Linked DNA regions of Gossypium arboreum: all the other regions are linked to region 1. Evidence: chromatin contacts called from public Hi-C data. All regions are on one chromosome and are shown on one strand. Each heading gives the region's core, a stretch centred on a gene start, on an enhancer-like site or on the middle of the called end of the contact. The rest is flanking DNA. Distances are from core to core; before and after follow the strand shown.

Region 1 (2,822 bases), core at 175-2,674:
CTTGTATTGTTTGTGTATCTTCACTTCTCTAATAATGTTAAGTCCTTTATTAGATTTGAAGTCACGAGTTAAGTAACACCAACTCATCTTTACTAACATTAGGTCCTTTATTAAATTTAATGTTACGAGTAAAGTTCGTGACACTAACTCAATTGATTAAATTACTATACCAATTTTGCATATTTTAAAATAAGCTTTATTTTGATATTTTTAATACATTTTAATACCGTTACTCAAATTATTTCACTCATGTCACCAACTCAAAATTGAATTTTTTTAAAGTAAGTTATCACTAATTATTCAATTATTAAATAAATTTTCTATTACTCTATTTTTAATATTAAAATTTTCTTTCACTAGCATGATATAGCATTTTGATATTTTGATAACATATTAAATAATGCTTTTAACATGATGATATTTTAATGTAATACAAATTAGAAAGTAATCGAGTGCAATTAATATTTCTTAATCACTTATATTTACCTATTTAAATTTATTTTCACTCACAATTTAAATTAATTTTTTAATTTCATACATATTACATATATGTTAGGGTAAAGTACATAAATAGTCATTAAACTATTGCCCGTGTTCTAATTTGATCACTGAATTTTATTTTTTTGATTTAGTCACTGAACTACTCAAGATCAAAATTTTTTTGTCATCGAATGTCAACAACCGTTTTAAATTTGACGGAAGTGCTGATGCAGACTTTCTTTATTGGTCTAATAACAAATTTAGCCGTCTAATGTTTACACATTCTATAAATTTGATCCTAAATATAAAAATTTAATAAATTTAACCATTAATGTTTACAAAATTTTTCATTTTAGTTCAAATTCCAAAATTTTCAAAAATTTAGTCTTTAACATTTACGAAATAACAAATTTTAATTTTTAAAAATTTTGTAAATTAAAAAAAAAACCAACACTTAAACCTCTATTTCTCCATTGTGCTCGCCTTTGTCAACTTATACTCCTAATAGTGTATGTCAGTAAAGTTGGCGAGGGTTAAGCTATTCGCCAAAGCCTGAAAATCTACCCAGAATATGGAAAGTTTGGACAAATATACTAAACTAAAAAAATGAGCTTAAACAAAATTGTAAGCCTATTTTCTACTTGAGCTAAACTTTGGATAGAATTTTTGAAACCCAAACTTAACTCAATCCAGCCCGGATGCATATAAAATATATTATAAATATTATACATTATATTATAAATTTTTAAATATATAAAATCCAACCCAAATCCAAAATATTTTTAATTTATAAGTCCAAACTTATCCTAAACAAAACCCAAAGCCGAACAACTCCTAAAAGTCTAAAAACCTCATTTCTAACCAAGAGCTGTTTTTCATAGTTTGCCGTCAAATTCCATAAGACAGCTCTCTTCTCTGCCATTCTCCTTGGGGAATCCCCGACTTCCTCCCAGTGAAGTCCCGACTTCCTCCCAGTGAAGTCTGTTGGAGGATTTTTAGGTGAAATCAGTAATTAAAATTAGAAAAAGAATAAACAAAGCAAGGCCTAGGTGTAGTTTCCCCCCAACTAAAAGGATCCTTTCAATTTATGATGGGAGATGTCAGATATTGGACTGCAATTAGGCAAATGAAACAGGATTCCTATTTCTGATGTTTGTGCTACCAGAACCAGATATAAGGCATTCCCTTTTTTTGCTTTAGTAATTAATATAAGCTGTTCCTTTTCCTCCTAGATGCTGTTTTATGCTGTCAAATTACTTATTGTTGGGTGGGGCTGGGATAGGCCCGAATTACCCATATTTAAATAGGGCCGAGCTTGTACAAGATGCCAGGCCCATATTTCTGGTTGGGCCTAGGCAGAAAAAATGTTTAAAAACTCTTTGTTAAGACTCGGTCCAAACTCAACCTACGAACAGCTCTAGCTATTAGTAAAAAAAATTATTTGTCATCAAGTCTGGCAAAACTTTGATGACTCATCAGATCTGCCACTAGCCACACCTCCTCCATCTTCTTTGTCAACACGTCCATGATCGAATGAAAGATTGTGGCATTCAACCCACCATTTCCCATCATAATTTGAATCATGCACAACGACTCCTTGATCATTTTGATTTTTTAGAGACGCACAATAAATAAATCAAACTTGTGCTTGCACATGAGGCCTTTGTCTAAATGAAATAAAGTTTTGACCAAAGGGTCGAGGATCAAGAGAGAGGATTTTGTATTGATGTTGAAGCACCCATCTTTCACATGCTTGAGGAGGTAGCCTACCATTGCCATATGTTTGTTTCAGCCAGCTTTGTGAACTTGCATGTCATAGTCGGTTGATGTCAACTCGTCAGGTCAATTGGTCTGAGATAGAAAAGAGGATAGATTGGGGATAAGGGGATTGGTTGTTTAGTTTTTGGAGAATCGACTTGTTATTACAAATAAAGGTTGAAGAAATAGAAGTTCGGGTGGTGTTGTTTTTTTAATTTACAAAATTTTTAAAAATTAAAAATTTTCATTTTAGAAATGTTGAGAGCTAAATTTATTGAATTTTATAGAATTTAAACTAAAATGACAAATTTTGTAAACATTGAAGGTTAAATTTGTTTATTTTTTTTATAGTTAGGATCAAATTGATAAAATGTGTAAACAATAATGGGCTAATTTATTATTGGATCAATAAAAAAAAGCCCAGATCAACACTACCATCAAATTTAAAACGGCTGTTAATGTTCAAAGACAAAAAAATTTGATTTCGAATAGATTAATGGTTAAATTGAAAAAATTAAAAGTTTAATGATCAAAATAGAACGCATGAGTAGTTTAGTGATCATTTCTGTACTTTACCCTATATG
Region 2 (2,822 bases), core at 172-2,671, 360 kb after region 1:
TAAAGACGAAAAAAGTGAAAAAAGATTATCATTTTTTTCCCCACATTGCTTGGTAAGTTGGTAGGAATGAAAAATGACAATAACGAAACTGAAACCATTTATTGTTTTACAATTATACCCCTTGTAAATTAAGATTAAATAGTACATTTTAAAATTACATAATTTTACTCCCACCACTTTATTAATTTTCAGGGTTTCCAAAACTGGATCACGATCAAACCAGCAATTCCTAGTCCGACTGATTAGACCGCTATAATTGGATTGTTTAGTTCAATTAAATAAATTATTAAAAAAATCATAAAATTTAAAAATATTTAAAAAATAAAAGAAAACTGTTCAACCTCTGATTCATACCAATTCACAAGCAAATCGGTCCAACTCATTATTACCAGTTCAACCTCTGATTCATACCAATTCCCTTTTTCCAATTTAGATTACGATTTGTTTTGATCATTAAGGGTAAAAAATAATCAGCTTTATATTTTCTTTTCAGTTTTTTTCCCTTTTCCACTCTCCTCCATCTACCCTTCCACTATTCAACCCTTGGTGCTAAATTCAAACACATGTCCATATAAAAGATGTCCCGGTGCATAGGCAATGATAATGGTGCAAATGGAGAAACAGGATATTCATACATAAAACTGTCAGATTAGATATACACGGTAACACAGATATAGCTCAGAGAATTACCCCTATTGGATTAAAAGAAGTGGTGAGGGGGAAGGCCGTGGTAATATTAGTCAGTTAAGCGAATCCGAAGGCGCCACGTTAAATTGATTATTATCCAATCGAAATCATGTAAATTAACAATACTCATGCTCAAGAAATGCTATTTCCATATATAATAAGTATTACCAAAAATTAAAATCCCACCTCAAACATATTATATCTATATCAATACCAATCCCAATCCGGATAAGATCAGAAATAAGGAAAGATCAGGCAGATTTATTTCTAATTTTATTATGGATTAACTATGTATTATCGTAAATTCTTATGAATAACAAGATCCATAGGTGAAGTTGACATATTATCCTCCAAATCTTTTGAAGCATCAATAACAGATCGAAAGGCAGAGATGAGAAGAGAAGGCAAAGAAGATCGAATCGAAGATTTAGAGGAAGAAGAGCATACCTCTGAGTTACCGCCGCCTAAAGAAGTGAAAATGGAAGAAAGAGCCGCTGGTTTCTAGGGTTTTCCAGTAAACTTGCTAGCGCTATCACTTCAGCAGCTAGCTCTAGTAGCAATTTTGTTTTACTAATAGCATTCCGACACCCAAAACCGCTTTTTTTTTTTAATTAATATATTTATTTAATCTTTTTTACCTCTACACGGATTCATCCACATCTCTTTTAAGCTCCCATTTTTTACTAAAAGTTATATTTTGATAATTTAATGGAAGCTTTAAACTCTTTACTCCTTGCTTCAATAAATCTTCTGCTGAAGAAACTTTTTAAAAATAATATTCATATTATTATTGAGTTTTTTTAAAAAGCTTACGGACTTTAAAATAAAATAAAAAAATTTAAGATAACTACTTCTCTTTTCGATTAATTCTTCACTTTAATTCAATTTTAACTCCAAACTCAATTTTTAATCATATACATTTCAATAAATTTTCTAAAATTGAATGAACTCTAAAGCATTTTCTTTTTAGCCAATAAATAAGGAGGAAGAAGATGATAAAATTATAAAGGAGAATTATAATTAATTATGTTTAAATAAAATTTTAAGTATTTATTAAAAAGTCATTCAAATTTTTAATGTTTTGCTCATTAATGATGTGATAAATTGTGATTCATTGGTAGGATATAGAATTTTTGCATCATCTGTATCAAATATTATTCTTTAATAATTACAACTGGTTAAACAAATATTTTTTTTACCAGTAACAACAATTTATTTTATTTCCGATTATATATCACTAGTTAAATTAATCCAACCACAATTTCCGAATCAACCAACCTGATCCAAATAAAATTGGCATTAAAGATTTTATAACGTGCTTATATACAAATTTATACTAACCATGGTTTAGATAGCCCTGCATTGTTTAAATTGAATTTCATCATTCAAAATTGATTTTTGGATAACTTTTAAGACAGTTGAACCGCAAAAAATTGGAAATATTTCATTTCAACCAATGGGTGAAGGTTTAATGTCAACGGTTCGCTATCGGCTCGAATGAACAGCAGTTCTATTGATTTTAATTGACTGTGTTGTAGGCTTCTCCGTTGGTGTTGGGGTGTCCTCAGCTTTTCACGTAGAAGAAAGGGCTCTGTACGAGGGTCTGAAACTTGCCTGGGACAGCGGATGTTCGTTTGAGGTACATTGGACGTGAGCACAATAAGGCTGCGGATCTGCGGTTCAGCAGAGCTTAATAGGCTTAGTACGTGTGATGCACCTCCATCCTCGGCTGTGTCTTTGTTGGCTGCTGATATCAATCGTTACATTAGTACTAAGCGTACAGAGCAGGAGTGTTGAATGTAGCCCTGCCTCGGGGGTGTTCTTTGATTGGAAAAAGAAAATTGGAGAAATGATCAAGGCATGGAAACAAAGCGTTGGGGTAGACCGGGTGAGACACGTATGAAGAGGGCCAAAGGCATATTATTGTGCTTCCTTGTAAAGATTGACAGAAAATTCAGAAAAATAATGAGCATCGAGTCGGCTGAATCACCACAATAAATGAGCTAATTATCATTGAGTGTCAAGCTACCATGCCACAACAACAAACTATTAAAATACTGACAAGCTAAAATGGTCACTGTTACAGTGGCCAACAAGACATTGTGACATGTTGACAATCTTACAAATACAGCATC
Region 3 (2,822 bases), core at 197-2,696, 290 kb before region 1:
CTATTATAGTTTTCATCACTTATGTATTATGCTTCGAAAATCACAGTGTAAAATGTCATGTAGAAAGATTGTGAAGAACTTATCTCTTATGGGATATGTAGGTATAGGTAATGCATGAAGAGTCTTTATCATTTCAAAGACTATACAATTGCAATTAATGGAGAATTTGAAAATAAGTCGACCATTTTGGATAAGGAGATACGATAAGAGTTTGAATTAAGGATACAGATGGGAAGGATCGATTCTCATTAGAATTACTAAATTCACTATTAATTTGGTGTACATTGTCGACTTTAGGAGATAGAGAGAATTGAGTGAATTTCTCAAATTTATTTGTTTTACCTACATGAGTTTGTCATTGTCTTTACCAAGGGGTCCTTTAGAAGGAATTCGCTCCATGTATCTTTTGGTCAAACTCTTGTTTCATAAATGGTGCAAATGACCCGATATGCGATGGCAAAGAACAATCCTTCAGTTTAGGCTACCATTATTAATTTTCCATTAATAATATCATGTTTGGTGAAGAAACTAGAAAGAAGAAATGATTTGTTTAACATCTTTTTGTTAAGACAAAATAAATTAAAAACAGTCTCCGCAGCACTCAACTTGGTCTTGGATTTTTCCTTAAAGTCGGGCATATTATATATGTCAAATACCAAATCCATATAACAAAGAGAGAAAAGTTTGCAATTAATAAATCATTGGCCTCTTTAAATAATAAATCATGTTTGGACCACACATTGAACCTGCCCACCTATTTTCTGCAGTGTTTTCCATATCTCATCTAAAACCTCTAAAAAAAGTAGAACCACCAGGTTATGGTTGTCAGTAGACAGCCCATGGCTGTTGCCACCTGAAATGGAATCAACCTTCTATAACTAGTCTCACCATATTTGTTAAAATCTCTCCTTATTTTCGATTTTAACATTTTGTGTTATTTATAAACAACTCTTGCCACGTAATTTATTAAGGACTAATATAAATAAAGTTCATAATTTAAGGATGTATTGATGCAATTAACTTTTTTACATTTATATCCAAACATTATGAAAATAAATAAGCGAAGAGTCGTAAAAGAAAGGGCTTTGCTGCGGAACCTCCCTTCCATGTCTTACGTCAGAAGGCTCAAATGGTTCGAACATCTCCCACTTTAACAGATATTAACTTTCTCGAATGCCCATATTTTTTTATGCATTTCTTTTATCATTTTGGTTGCTTTAGCTAAAAGCTTTTCCCCCAATAAAATAATTATACTCCCCACAACACAATCTCTCTCTATGATGTAAGCATAATTCGATCAGAAAATGATTATCCACAACCCAAATTGCATCCCCTGTTTCATGTATGTGCGCGTGCAATTATGCATGTCAATGAACATCCCCTATATGTACCTTATCTATAATTCCACAATTTTATATATAGTTGGACTCTCCTATATATGCACTCATCAATATACAAAACATGTATCATATATAATGTGAAAGAAAAAAAAAAGTTGTGTTATTAAAATAAAAAATACATGATTTGCATGATATGCAATAGGCCTAAGGGTCTTATCGTATTTGCCAAGATTGAGAGCAGCACAAGCTTTTGTTAATCTATAAGAACCTCCTCTCCTCAACCTTCATTTCCCCTTCCAACAAGAGCTTAAAATACTTTGCCTTATTGTCATCTTCCAAGATTTATAGTCCCTTATCACCATGCAGCCTAGTGAGGTTTCAGGCATCCAATACCTAGTTCCTTCCAATCCATCCCCATATTCACCCCATTTCAGCATGAATCAGAGCAACAAGCCTGCACTCGACTCGAACCAGTTCTTGAACCCCCTGTATAATTTCTATATCCCTCCTCAAATTCAAGACATCAGTCCCCACTCGTCCTGTATCAGCAGCAATTCGACTTCGGACGAAGCCGATGAGCAACAATTAAGCCTCATCATCGAGAGGAAGCAAAGGAGGATGATATCGAATCGAGAGTCCGCACGTAGGTCACGTATGCGTAAACAAAGGCACCTCGATGAGCTTTGGGCACAGGTAGTTTGGCTCAGGAATGAGAACCACCAGCTAATAGATAAGCTGAATCATGTCTCGGAAAGCCATGACAAGGTCCTTCAAGAGAATACTCAGCTCAAAGAGGAAGCCTCTGAACTTCGTCAGATGCTTTTCGGTATGCGACTGGGTCACCCTAACTCGACTTCGGTTAAGGTGGATGATGTTGCCCTGGAACATGGTTTGTCCTAAAACCTCTTCCATCACACAAATTTTTGGTTCTTCATGATGTAAGAAAATTATGAGAATAACATGTTCTGAGCGTTTAGTTTATGTATCTCTTCTAAACTATTCCCTTTCTTGTTCTTCTTAATCTCTTCCTGTATGCCATTTTACAACCGTTTATGAAAATTAAAAATGGCTACTATAATTTTACCCAAAAGGTAAATAAATAAAGAAAATGAGCAATTTTACTATTGTAACTTTTAAAATTACACGCTCATCATTTCTTAAAGATATATTATGAATTACATGAAGGGAAAAAATATTTGAGTTGAACCACAAATGAAGTCAGATTTGGAGTAGGAATACCCATCGTCTTCGCATCAATAAGGAGAATCCCAGCAGAAATAGTAATATCCGAATTATTCCACAGAAGCAAGAGTTCGCTTCATAATTTAAAAGTCATAAAGGTAATAAACATAATAACAAGTTTTAGGTAGCAATACCTCCAAGTTTGAGCAGATGTTAATTATTGGTGTCAAATCCTATATTTGCTTGAAAGAAAAATAACACCCATAGTTAATTCCTTCAAATTTTTAAACATCATTATCA

The links. A called contact is a pair of places that touch in the nucleus more often than the background predicts.
Region 2: a contact with region 1 is called in a Hi-C map of leaf, with 4 times the contacts expected there. The contact joins the promoter of LOC108464205 here to the enhancer-like site in region 1. A contact is called at or near these places in 2 of 5 Hi-C or Micro-C datasets (both in leaf).
Region 3: a contact with region 1 is called in a Hi-C map of leaf, with 2.3 times the contacts expected there. The contact joins the promoter of LOC108482156 here to the enhancer-like site in region 1. A contact is called at or near these places in 2 of 5 Hi-C or Micro-C datasets (both in leaf).

Annotation. Positions count from the first base shown.
Region 1 is chr7:18,311,062-18,313,883 of ASM2569848v2, forward strand. No RefSeq gene overlaps it. Among protein-coding and RNA genes, the nearest start is that of LOC108454180, 12 kb to the right of the region's middle. Within about 2 kb of position 1,425, at least 2 of the 2 cell types and tissues checked have an H3K27ac peak or open chromatin away from gene starts, as enhancers often do. A contact at or near this core is called in leaf, where this site is marked.
Region 2 is chr7:18,673,755-18,676,576 of ASM2569848v2, forward strand. LOC108464205 (eukaryotic peptide chain release factor subunit 1-3) reads right to left here and starts at 1,422. Exons shown (of 2, transcript XM_017764367.2): 1 at 1,135-1,422. It overlaps LOC108464404, which reads right to left. Exons shown (of 8, transcript XM_017764695.2): 8 at 2,674-2,822.
Region 3 is chr7:18,020,596-18,023,417 of ASM2569848v2, forward strand. LOC108482156 (basic leucine zipper 43) reads left to right here and starts at 1,447. Exons shown (of 1, transcript XM_017785271.2): 1 at 1,447-2,339. The coding sequence starts at 1,701. The coding sequence ends at 2,240. It overlaps LOC108482166 (a long non-coding RNA gene), which reads right to left. Exons shown (of 3, transcript XR_008285848.1): 2 at 2,717-2,764; 3 at 2,472-2,586.